Linked DNA regions of Sus scrofa: region 1 is linked to region 2. A link is a contact called in public Hi-C data. All regions are on one chromosome and are shown on one strand. The core of a region is the stretch at or near the end of the contact, and the rest is flanking DNA. Distances in the headings are between cores, read along the strand shown. Region 1 holds the start of IGDCC3 (immunoglobulin superfamily DCC subclass member 3). Region 2 has its middle 23 kb from the start of PARP16.

Region 1 (5,786 bases), core at 2,195-4,694, 48 kb before region 2:
AGTTCCTAGTGTGGCTTAGCGGGTTAAGGACCCAATGTTGTCTCTGTAAGGATGTGGGTTTGATCCCCGGCCTTGCTCAGTGGGTTAAGGATCCGGTGTTGCCACAAGCTGTAGCATAGGTCACAGTTGCAGCTTGGATCCAGTGTTGCTGTGGCTGTGGTGTAGGCCTCAGCTGTACCTCTGATTCATCCCCTAGCCCAGGAACTTCCATATGCTGTAGGTATAACTGTAAAAAGAAAAAGAAAAAAGAAAAAAATACATTCACTGAAATGTTCTTAGCATCCCTATTTACAATTGCCAAGATATGGAAGCAACCTAAGTGTACATCAACAGATGAATGGGTAAAGACCATGTATACACACACACACACACACACACACACACACACACACACACACACACGCACGCAATAGAATATTACTCAGTCATAAAAAAGAGTGAAATTTTGCCATATGCAACAACATGGATGAACTTGGAAGGCATTATGCTAAATGAAATAAGTCAGACAGAGAAAGACAAATACTGTATGATATCGCTTATATGTGGAATCTTAAAAAAACAGTGAATATAATAAAACAGAAACAGAATCACGGATATAGAGAACAGCTAGTGGTTACCAACGGGGAGAATGAAGCAAGAGGGTCAATGTGGGATTAAGAGGTACAAGCTATTATGTATAAAATAATGGAGTTCCCTGGTGGCTTGGTGGGTTAAGGATCTGGCATGTCACTGCTGTGGCTCAGGTTTGATCTCTGGCCCCAGAATTTCTGCATGTCACAGGCACAGACAAGTAAATAAATAAATGAAATTTAAAAATAAAATAAGCTACCAGTATATAGTGTACAACACAGGGGATATAGCTAATATTTTATAAAAACTATAAATGCAGTATAATCTTCAAAAATTGTGAATCCCTGAATGGTATATCTGTAACTTATATTGTATAGCAACTATACTTCAATAAAAATGTTTTTAAAAAGAGGGAGTTCCCGGCATGGCACAGCAGAAATGAATCCGACTAGGAACCATGAGGTAGCAGGTTCGATCCCTGGCCTTGCTCAGTAGGTTGAGGATCCAGCATTGCTGTGGGCTGTGGTGTAGGTCGCAGACATGGCTCAGATCTGGAGTTGCTGTGGCTGTGGTGTAGGTTGAAGGCTGTAGCTCTGATTAGACCCCTAGCCTGGGAACCTCCGTATGCCACAGGTGCAGCCCTAAAAAGCAAACAAACAAAAAAAAAAAATTAAAAAGAAAATAACTTATTCAGAATCCTAGGATAGGAAACCCCCCCCCAAAAAAAAAGAAAAAAGAAAGAGCTGAACCATCTCTTTCTCTCAACAGGCACTTAGGAAAAATATTTAAACTTAGGAAAGATGTTTTCTTTGATGGCATGCTTTTAGACTCTTCAAGGATCTCCTTCCATCTGGACACATATTTTTTAACTTTCTTGGGTGCAAGGGAGGAGTGAACCACTAACTCCAGAGGTCTGGGCTCAGCAACTCTTCTTTGTTCTGGCAACTCCAGAATTGCCTGTGGCTGCATGTTCACACATATAGACACTGTACCTACAAGCTCAGAGACCTGTACATGCACACTCACCTTCACAAATACCCTTGAGTCCATTAACCTGGGCACAACAGTCACACACAAAACCCCACACTGACACCACTCACACAAGGATCACAGTTGGCAGCTTCTCTGCTAAGATCTTTACAGTGTCTGGACTATGCTTGCTTTTCCTCTGCAGGGAACCAGAAGCCAGAGGCTGCTCTGCCCAGGACCACCCCAAAGTGGCTGGTAAGCCAGCCCCAAGTTAATTGACAGATCATAGGGAGAGATACCGCACATTTTGTATGCAGCGGAATAGCCATTATTTGCATATCACTCTCAGACCAAGGGTTGTGATAAAGAAGAATTAAACACTTGTCAAAATGAATTTACAATGACAGCAACTCGAGACACCAATTTGACCTCTCCAGAGTCTAGGACAAGCCAAGAAGGGGTTGTTGAGAATTCAAGCCCTGCAGGGGGGAGTTCCAGGACTTTGCACCCAGGGAGGGCCCCCCTTCCCTCCCTTTCCGGTGGTCAGTAGTGGCCCATCATTCCTGCTCTTCCTCATAATAAAATTGGTTTGCAGCTTTGGTGTTCCCTAACTCTGAATTTCTCCATTGCATTCCATTGCCTGCTCCTAAGTCCTGTCTCTCAGGCTCACCTTCCAATTGCTACCTTACAGTCAGGAGTCCCTGGACTCCCTAACCCATCATTAGTAAACTTAACTGATTTCTAGAGGACTTTTCTTTACCCACCTGCACCAAATTTAGTTTTATATATGGTTAATTAACACTCCTGGTCCAAGATTCCAGAGCTGATACTAAAGGGGAGATGTAGTTATTCCTCTGCGGTACCAGTTCAACACAAGAGCGAATGGCTGAATGTGGCAGAGATTACCCTCTTTAAATCTCCTGCTTGTAGAACTTCGTAGTTGCTCAGTAATTTTGATGGACTAGCCCATGGTGCTGAACTCTGAGGGCGAGCATGGATATGTATCTCCTAAGAGGCATGCCTATCTTCTGTAACAATTCTTACGTGAGACCAATGTCCTTTATGTGTTTTCTGACGTGAAACGTTCAGTCTTTGTGGCATAGAAATGTTACTGGGCATTTTAACTTTCTGTGCGCTTTTCCGGTTACTAGATTGTTTGTCACGACCTGTGTTTTGTAAATGTCCTATGAGTGAGCAAGAGAGACACGACTATATCTTCCGGATGAGCTCAGAGAGTGACTATCTTGGCAGAACTGCAGTCAGAACCCAGGAACCCGGTTACTTTAGCATTCTCATTGTCTGCTTCCCAAGGAAGGCCCTGGGGGAAACTGCCTTCCCACTCCCTCGTGCCTCCTGTCCACCCGAGAGCCGGAACTCCTCAGTCTAGAGTGGCCAGTCTTGCATCTAAACGTCCTAGCCTTTGGATGGAAGAACCTGAAGGCCTTGGAAAACAGAATCTGACAACTTTGTGCAGCTTTTAGGGAATTATCTTGACAATGTAGACTTGGGCACGGTGGAGGAGGGCGCAGCAGAGAGTGGGTCAGAGCGAATCCCGCAGCTTTGCCCATTTCTCCGCAACCCGGACCCACTTCGCAGTCCTTTGGGTCTCCACTTTCCCAGCCCCCCAAAGTCCGGGGCTGGCTCGCGGGAAGTGGGTACAGGGCTGCTCCTCGGGACGGCGCCAGCCCCGCTAGCCCCAGTTCAAAGCGCAGGGGGCGCGTCCGCCGCGCAGCCGGGAATGTCCGGCCGCTTAAAGCGCTCGCCGGCTCTTTTGTTCCCCAGACCGGGCCTCCGGGGAGAGGGGGCTGGGGGAGGGGACCGGGAGAGGAGGGAAGGGGGGCGGCGGGCGGCGGGAGGAGGGCGGGGCGGGCTCAGGCGGTGCCGAGTGCGGAGCGCGCACCCAGGGCGAGGCTGACAGATCGCCAGGGTGGGTGCAAGATGGCGCAAGCGGCGCTCCCCCAGCGCCCCTGGCGCTCCTAGGCAGGCATGTGGCCCCAGCCCCCAGCCGCCCGGGCTCGGCCCCGGCCGGAGCCCCGGCCCCGGCCCCGGCGCCGGCCCCGCGGAACGCTGTGAGCCGCGAGAGGCCCCGGAGCCGCGCGTCGCCGAGCCGAGCGGACCGCGAGCCCCATGGCTGCTCTGCGCGCCGCGCCCCCGAGCCGCTGGCCCCGGCTCTTGCTGCCGCTGCTGCTGCCGCCGCTGCTGCTGCTGCTGCCCGCGCCGAGCGACGGTGAGCTAGGGCGTCCGCGACCCGGCGGCCGTGAACCCAGCCCGGGGAAGGGCGAGAAGGGAGTAAACGCGCGCGAGGGGCGGACCTGAGGAGAGCGGCGCGGACCTGCAGGCGGACCCCGGGACCTAGGGACTTGCCGGAGAACGGGAGCCGAGCGGGACAGGGCGGAGCCCGGGGAGAGGGCACTGAAGCGGGCACGGCAGGAGGATGCTGAGGACCGAGCTCCTGAAGAGAGACCTGCAGTCAGTCAGTCCGCTGCAGCTCCACAACTGAGGGCAGGACCCGAGCCCGGACCGAGGGGCAAGGAGCGCGGCAAAGCAGGAGCTCGGCGGGAGGGCTGGAGTTGGGGAAAGGGGGGAACGAGCCACGGGAGACCGCAGGGCAGAGTCCTGTCCGAGGGGGCGAGCTGGGGTGCGCGGAGCCCTGCGGTGGGCACAGGGTGGCCGGAGGCGGCGGATGCAGGAGACCGCAGACCCCGGGGGCGAAGGCCGGGATAGAGCGGGCTGCGCTGGGCGCAGAGGGCAGGTCCTGGATTTGGAGCCGGGACTGAGGCGGGGAGTGAGAGGGAGAGACCAAGGAAGAGGAGGAAGATTCCTGGCGGTGCGCGCGTTGGGAGTGGGAGACCTGAGAGACACACCTCGAGCTGAGGAAGGGGCAGAGAAGCCGACCAAGGGCGAGTGAACGGCTGGGCTGCCCACGTGCCCGCCTTGCCCCGGAGGGTGTGCACGCAGAGCTCGGGGTCTGCCGGCTTGGCTGCCCGGAGCTCCGTCACCACCACTCTGTTTCCACAGTGGGTGTAACGGGCTCACCTCACAGGAGAGGGGTGCAAATTGAGTCCCTTCTCCTCCCACCTCAAGTTCTCAGCAGACATTGCTCTGGGCACTGTTCTCTCCCCTCTTAGCTCCGAAGAAGCGGGATATCGCGGCAGCATCTAGGAGAAACTTTGTCCTCCGGTTGCTATACCGGGATTGGAGCGGGGAGCAGAAGCAGCTGAAATGCAGGTCTTGGGGAAGATGGGTAGGGATTTGAAGGGGCGTGACCCTCAAATGTCCTAATAGGAATTACGCAGCCCTGAGGGTGGGGAAAACCCCCCTAACCCCAGCCCTCCTCCTCCCTCCTTTCTCCCCACCCACTGCCTGGTCTCCTCTCAGCCAGGGAGGGCGCTGGTCTGTTGGGAAGGGGCCAGCTCAGGGATCGCTAGCTTCACGGAAATGTGAGGAGGGGGTCTGTGGCTGCCTTTTCAGCTCAGGTGGGTTCTTTCTCCCTGGCGGGGAGTTGTAACTGGTCTGGTGAGTTGCTCGTTGGAGAAGTTGGAGACTTGGCATCTTGCCTGATTTGGAGTTCTTGTTCTTCCTCTTCTGATTCCTTGATCACCCTCTTCTCCCTTCTCTTCCTTCCTTCCTCTTTCTGTCCCTTTCTCTTCTGCAGGAGTGAAGAGGTTGCTGACAGTAGAGCTTCTAGGAACCTCCCTCCTGAATTTTGGGAAATATGAGTTGATATTTGGTATCCCTCATCTGCCTTATGACAAAGAGAAAACAAGCAAAACAACCAAAGCCCAGAGCTTCTTAGGGGAGGAGCAGTAGTGCTGGATGCTAGCCTAGCTTGTACCTGATACTGGGCCAACACACCCTGCTCCCTGCCAGGCACTGGACCAGGCCTCACATGGTTTTGCCAGCAACAAGAAGCAAAGATTTATTACTATCTCATTTTATATTTGTTTGGAACTTTTTTTTCCCTTTTTATCTATTTAGGGCCACACCCATGACATATGGAGGTTCCCAGTCTAGGGTTCGAATCGGAGCTGTAGCCACAAGCCTACACCACAGCCACAGCAATGCGGGATCTGAGCCACGTCTGCAACCTACACCACAGCTCATGGCAATGCCGGATCCTTAACCCACTGGGCAAGTCCAGGGATCAAACCTGCGTCCTCATGGATGCTAGTCAGGTTAGCTAACCACTGAGCCATGATGGGGTCGTGGAACTCCTATATTTGTTTAGAACTTTTAACTTTTCACAG
Region 2 (6,309 bases), core at 82-2,581:
AAAACCACCTGATCGGACTCATGCAGATATATGCAAGTTGCACACAAATCACATGCAAATATAGGCAGAGCCTGTTCTAACAAGACCCTGAACTGGGCGAAGGTAAAAGGAGAAACAGAGTTCCATTGAGGAAGTTTGGCAGAAACTGGTATCAAAGCTGAGTGGCCTGGCTACAATCTGGGCCCTGGGATCTCAAATCATCCAGAGGCCTCAGGCTGAAGGCCTCCACCACATACACCCCCTGCCACCCACCCACACATACACACTTTGGGCAGAAATCAGTAGCAGCCAGGGCTTGCAATCTGCTCCAATTATCTGATGCTCCAATTATCTGCCCCACAACTTAGTGACTTCACCTAACATTTCTTTCGCTCACACATCTGCAGTTTGGGCAATGCGCAGTGGGAATGACTGTCTCTGTTCCACTGGGCATCAGCTAGAGCAGCTTGGAGCCAGGGGGCTGGAATCATCTGAAGACTCACTGGTCTCACATCTGGTGGCTGATGCTGGCCGTCGGCCCCAGCACCTACATGTGGCTTCTCCATGTGCCTGGGGGCTGGGCTCCAAGGACAGAGCCAGGCAGGGCCTGTGTCATAGTTTAGAATCTAGCCCTGGATGTTCCACAGTGTCACTACCACATTCTATTCATGAGAAGCAAATCACTAAGGCAGGCACATTCCAGGGAGGGGAGTTAGATTCCACTCGGATGGGAGCAGAGTAAGAAGCTTTGGGCATGTTTGACCACAGGACTCCTTTGTGGGGATGGGTGGCGAACAATAGGAAGGCCCACTGGAGAGGCCCTGGGGTGTGATGGGAGGGGCTGCAGGAAGACAGGGAGGGCTCCTGACTCCCAGCCAAGCCCTGCTTCTGGGTCTCATCCCTATGATTAGTGATGATCAGTCTGGAGGGCCAGTCCTGAAGTTACAGGGACCAGGGACCAGGCCCCTGTGAACACCTGGCAATGGTGAAAACTCCCTCTCCTAGGGCAGTGATGGATCAGGGGCCACAGGAAGCTGGTGCCAGCCTGAGAACCACATCCAACCAGGGACCATAGACCCCAGAGTAACAGAGCCAGAAGGAGCCACCCAACCCCTCATGAGTCAGATAAGGAAACCAAGAACCATGAGAAGCAGGAGTTGCTCAAGTTCACAGGGAAGTTGAAGGCAAAGCCAGGGCTTGAACCCAGGCCAGCCACACCCCGCCTGGAGCCCTTTGCCCTCAACCCGGCCAGGCCACAGTCAGTACTGGACTGAGCTCCAGAGCCCAGAGGGCATCTAGCCTGCGATCTCTGCTCCTGGGAGGGCTGTGACTGGAGGGTTTTGCTGCCATCCTGTGGAGATAGTGAGAATTACAGCTACAGGGAGGAGGGCCTGATGGCCACCCACCCCTAAGACTGGCTCAGCCCCATCCGGGAGACACAGACCCAGACTCTCAGTGAGCTGACAGTATAAGCTTGAATGAAAATAACTGCAATTTATCCAAGTGTTTGCTTGGAAGGGTACCAGCAAGTTGTAGAAACAAGAAAATGTGATCCACTGGGGGCCAGGGTTAAGGAAGACTGGGAAGAAGAGTAGAGAAGGGGGGAAAAGACATCTCAGGCTGAAGGCACAGGGTAAGCCAAGCGCATGGGAAAACCAGGGAGCAGCCAGGGGGCTATCATTTGCTGCATGGGGCCTGGCATTTAGTAGATACTTAATAAATGTGTGAATGAATTATTACTAGACTTCCAGAGCATATGCTTTTTCGTGATTGATGTGTCTGAGGAAAGGCTCATGTGGCTTACTAGGTGGAACAGGAACTAGTAAGAGGCCCAGATGGCTTGGTACTTCCTCAGGGAAGGGAAAGAGTCACTGTGGAGTCCTCGGTACCACAGTGATAATGATTCCTCTGTTATTACTTCTCGTGGTGTTGAATAGAACACCCTCACATCACCTCCTGAGTCTTCTCACAGCCTTGTAGTGAGCAGGGCTGGACTTACTGTCATCTTCCCATTTGCCAGATGAAGAAACTGAGGCCTAGAGAAGTGATGTGATAGAACTGGGAACTTGGGTCTTCTTGTTTCAAGCCCATGCAGGCTGTTGATTGTTACCTGTAGATTGAGGACCAAGAAGAGTAGGGGACCTTGGAGGGAGGAGTTGGTTGACTTGGCTGAAATGGAGGGCGTTTTGGCCACACCTATGGCATGTGGAAATTCCCATGCCAAAGACTGAACCTATTCCACAGCAGCAACCCAAGCCACAGCAGTGACGATTCCAGGTCCTTAACTACTGAGCCACCAGGAAACTCTGGAGATTTTCTTTTTGAATATTGAGGAGAGACCAAGGACTGTCAGACCCTGAAGAGGAGATGTGGAGAGTTTGGCCATGTCCTAAAATGCAGGTTGGGTCAGGAAACTGCCATAGCTCCCCACTGCCCCCAGAGCCATCCAATGCCTTTAGCCTGGCATTCAAGTCCCTCTCACAAGAGGCAGTGTAACCCAGTGGTTAAGGATCAGATTTACAATCCCCGCTCAGTCACTCTCTGGCTGTGTGACCCAGTGGACAACCTTTAACCTTTGGTGCCATGGTTTTCTCCTCTATAATCTATGAACAAGCAGAGCACGCACTTGATAGGTTGTGAGCAGTAAAACCGGTTATGTAAAGCATTCAGGACTGTGCTATTATTATTATTTTTTATTATTTTTTTGTCTTTTTGCCTTTTCTAGGGCTATTTCCCGCAGCACATGGAGGTTCCCAGGTTAGGGGTCTAATCAGAGCTGTAGCTGCTGGCCTACGCCATAGCCACAGTAACGCCTGATCCGAGCTGCGTCTGCAACCTACACCACAGCTCACGGCAACGCCAGATCCTTAACCCACTGAGCGAGGCCAGGGATCAAACCCGCAACATCATGGTTCCTAGTCGGAATTGTTAACTACTGCACCATGACAGGAACTCCTGTGCTATTATTATTATTATTATTATTATTAGCTGGGAATTCCCTGGTGGCTCAGCAGGTTAAGGATCCAGCATTGTCCCTGCAGTGGCTTGGGTCACTGCTGTGGCGCAGGTTCAACTCTTGTTGTGGGAACTTCCATATGCTATGAACACAGTCAAAAAAATTATTAACCAGAGCAGAGGCTAATTTCTGCCCCTGTCATCCTCCAAGCTGAGCTCCTGGCTTCTCCAGAACACGCCATGCAGTGGTGGCTCCAGGCCTTTCTGCAAGCTGTTCCTTCAGAATGAGGCTAACTATCCCTTCTTTCCAGATCCTTCCAAATATCCTCCCTATCCTCTCCGCTAGGACCATCTGTCCTGCCTTTGCCCTTGCTCTGCAACCTCTCATACTTTCCTTCTGCAACATAAAATGCACATGATGTGTGTTGGCTACAGCTCCTTGGAGAACTTGGGATGTGAGCTTCCATGGACAGGTGTGGCCTCTTATCTCTTTCTTTCTTTTTTTTTTTTTTTTTTTTTGTCTTTTTGCTATTTCTTTGGGCTGCTCTCGTGGCATATGGAGGTTCCCAGGCTAGGGGTCCTATTGGAGCTGTAGCCACTGGCCTACGCCAGAGCCACAGCAACGTGAGATCCGAGCCGCGTCTGCAACCTACACCACAGCTCACGGCAACGCCAGATCGTTAACACACTGAGCGAGGGCAGGGACCGAACCCGCAACCTCATGATTCCTAGTCGGATTCGTGAACCACTGCGCCACGACAGGAACTCCTCTTATCTCTTTCTGACCCAGCACTGCTGCCATGAGCAGCACCAAATATGATGCTTCTGGAAAGAAAGCAAGAAAGCAGGAAGGCAAAGAGGGAGGGAGAAAAGATGAAGAGAAAGGAGGGAGAGAGATGAAGGGTGAACCAAAGATGAAGCTGAGAGAGAGAATTTAAGAGAAACCAGCTCCATCCATCTTGCAACAACTTGAGGGAAAGGAACGTGGAGACTGGAAACTTGGGGTAATTTGCAACTTTTCCTTGGGTCTTATTGTCATTGCTTGAGCCATGGCATTGAAACAGACTTTGAAAACTTTGAAGTGGCTCTGGACTTATTATTTCACCTCTCTGAAGCTCAATTTCCTCATCTGTAATAGAGATAATCATGGTACTTATCTAATTGGTTTGTTTGGAGAATCGAATGGGAAATGACTGGAAAATCCTTGGCACCTGGTCCATAGTAAGCACTCAATAAATGCTATGTATTATGACGGCGATGGTTCGGTGAATGAGATTTCCGGACTTGTTGGAGTTAAGGGTGTGCACTGCTGGGGAAGGACGCGTTTCTGAAGCTTGGAGGGATGCCTATTGTCCTAGAATTGGGCCCAGTGGTCACACAGAGGTCACACCGTGTTTTCTCCCAGCTCCCCCCAAAAGACATACAATAAAGACTCCTGATTGCTTGATTAAAGGAAGCGGATACACAATTCATTTCAATTTTAGACCTAACCACCCCCCCACCTTTCAAAAAGAATTGCACACTCTACTCCAATTTACACAGTGAGCCAACATGGAATTTTCCAGCGGGTTCTGAAGCCTTTGAAGTGACCAGACCAGACTATTGATTTATTTCCAACTAACCTCTCTCTTTGAACCCAGAAGGGTCAAGGTTAATTGTATAATAAAACACACTGTGCCCAGCTGCCCCCTCTGCGGGCGCACGGAGCCCCCCAGACCTTTCTGAGCCGGGGAAGGCTGGATCGTATTTCTGATCCCTTCCCCGCATTCATTTCCTTCATCAGGGCCCATTAAGAGGAAGGGAAAAAAAAAAAACAAAAACCGACCCCTCATTTCCTCCCTGAGAGATAAATTTTAATTTGCTGCAAACCAACAAAGGGGATCTAAGCTGCTTCTAGGCTGCACCCTGCGGTTGATAAATCTTGCGGGGAGCAACTATTCTGGGGCTGGCTGGGAAAGGGGGGGTGGGGGCGGGAAACGAAGGGGCAAGGACCCCAAGTCTGCTTCTCACACGTGGGGGGAGGGGCACTCCTAAGGGCCTGACTCAGCGGATGCTTCTAGGGCGGAAACGTCTCCATTAAGCCTTCATTGCCGGTTGAAGTGAGTTAACCCACTGCCCACAGCTGTGTGCGCCCAGTCTGCCCCCAACACCCAGGCGAGGTGGGCCCTGTCGTCATCCTGCTTCCCTGGATGAAGGAACAGGCTCCCAGTGGTCAGAAAATAGGTCCCTCTTCTCACAAGGAGCAAGTGGCTGGGCCAGGACTGCATCCCAGGCTTTTGCTCTCCTTGTAAAATAATAGATTCTTTCCACCCACCCCCATCCTCCTGCCCCGGGGAAATTGTAAATGTTCATTTCCATCATTTAAAGAAAAAGATTCAAAACTGTTATTGAATATACGGTCGATTATCAAGTGTCTGCAATTGTGCCAATCAGGATCCAGCCAAGACTCACCTACTCCCTGTGACCCTGTCTCTTTACTCTCCTCTCTTTTTTTTTTTTTTAATTTTAATTTTTAAAATTCTTTTTGTCTTTTCTAGGGCTGCACCCACTTGGCATATGGAGGTTCCCAGGCTAGGGGTCTAATCAGAGTTGTTGCCATTGTCCTACACCAGAGCCACAGCAATGCCAGATCCGAGCCTTGTCTGCGACCTGCACCACAGCTCATGGCAATGCCAGATCCTTAACCCACTGAGCAAGGCCAGGGATCAAATCCACAACTGCATGATCACTAGTTGGATTTGTTCCTGCTGCACAATGGGAACTCCCCAACATTGACATTTCTTTTTTTTTTATAATTTTTTTTTTTTTATTTTCCCACTGTACAGCAAGGGGATCAGGTTATCCTTACATGTATACATTACAATTACATTTTTTCCCCCATCAACATTGACATTTCTGAAAGGACAGGGTCAGTTCTTTTGCAGAGCAAGCCACAGTGTGGGTTTGTTTCATGCTTCCTTCTGACTGTGTAGTGTCCTATTGTTACTGAACTCAGGTTCAGCTGCTTATTATTCAAGAATCCAATACTAGACAAGGGTTGGATAAAAGATGGCTTTATTGAGGAAGCTGGCAATCCTGGCAAGAAGGTGCACTCATGTCCCAGAAAACCACTTCCCTAGGTTTTGCTAGGAAATTATATAGGGAAAAGAGGAAGGGGCTCCGTGCTGAGGAGAGGTTTACCAGGAGAGTGATCAGCTCATTCTGTGTGATTGGACGTTCTTCTGATGGGCTGGTGGTGAGGTAAAGAGGAATCAATATTATCAGCCTTTTGGTTCCAGCTCATCTGGGGTCTGTAGGCTTGTGGGCAGCGTAAAGTAAACTTCTTCCACCTGGCAGAGGTTTCCCTCGCTGCAAAACAGCTCAAAAGCTATGGCT

What was found. A called contact is a pair of places that touch in the nucleus more often than the background predicts.
Region 1: a Hi-C map of embryonic fibroblasts shows a contact between it and region 2, with 5 times the contacts expected there. The contact joins the promoter of IGDCC3 here to the enhancer-like site in region 2. A contact is called at or near these places in 2 of 5 promoter capture datasets (fetal skeletal muscle and liver), 26 of 47 Hi-C or Micro-C datasets (adipose tissue, alveolar macrophages, brain and 16 more) and 1 of 2 datasets of contacts at active chromatin or transcription factors (skeletal muscle).

What each region holds. Positions count from the first base shown.
Region 1 is chr1:163,389,822-163,395,607 of Sscrofa11.1, reverse strand. It overlaps IGDCC3 (immunoglobulin superfamily DCC subclass member 3), which reads left to right and starts at 3,444. Exons shown (of 14, transcript XM_021100139.1): 1 at 3,444-3,766. The coding sequence starts at 3,667.
Region 2 is chr1:163,339,468-163,345,776 of Sscrofa11.1, reverse strand. No RefSeq gene overlaps it. Among named protein-coding and RNA genes, the nearest start is that of PARP16, 23 kb to the right of the region's middle. Within about 2 kb of position 1,331, at least 16 of the 83 cell types and tissues checked have an H3K27ac peak or open chromatin away from gene starts, as enhancers often do. A contact at or near this core is called in adipose tissue, alveolar macrophages, embryonic fibroblasts and 2 more, where this site is marked.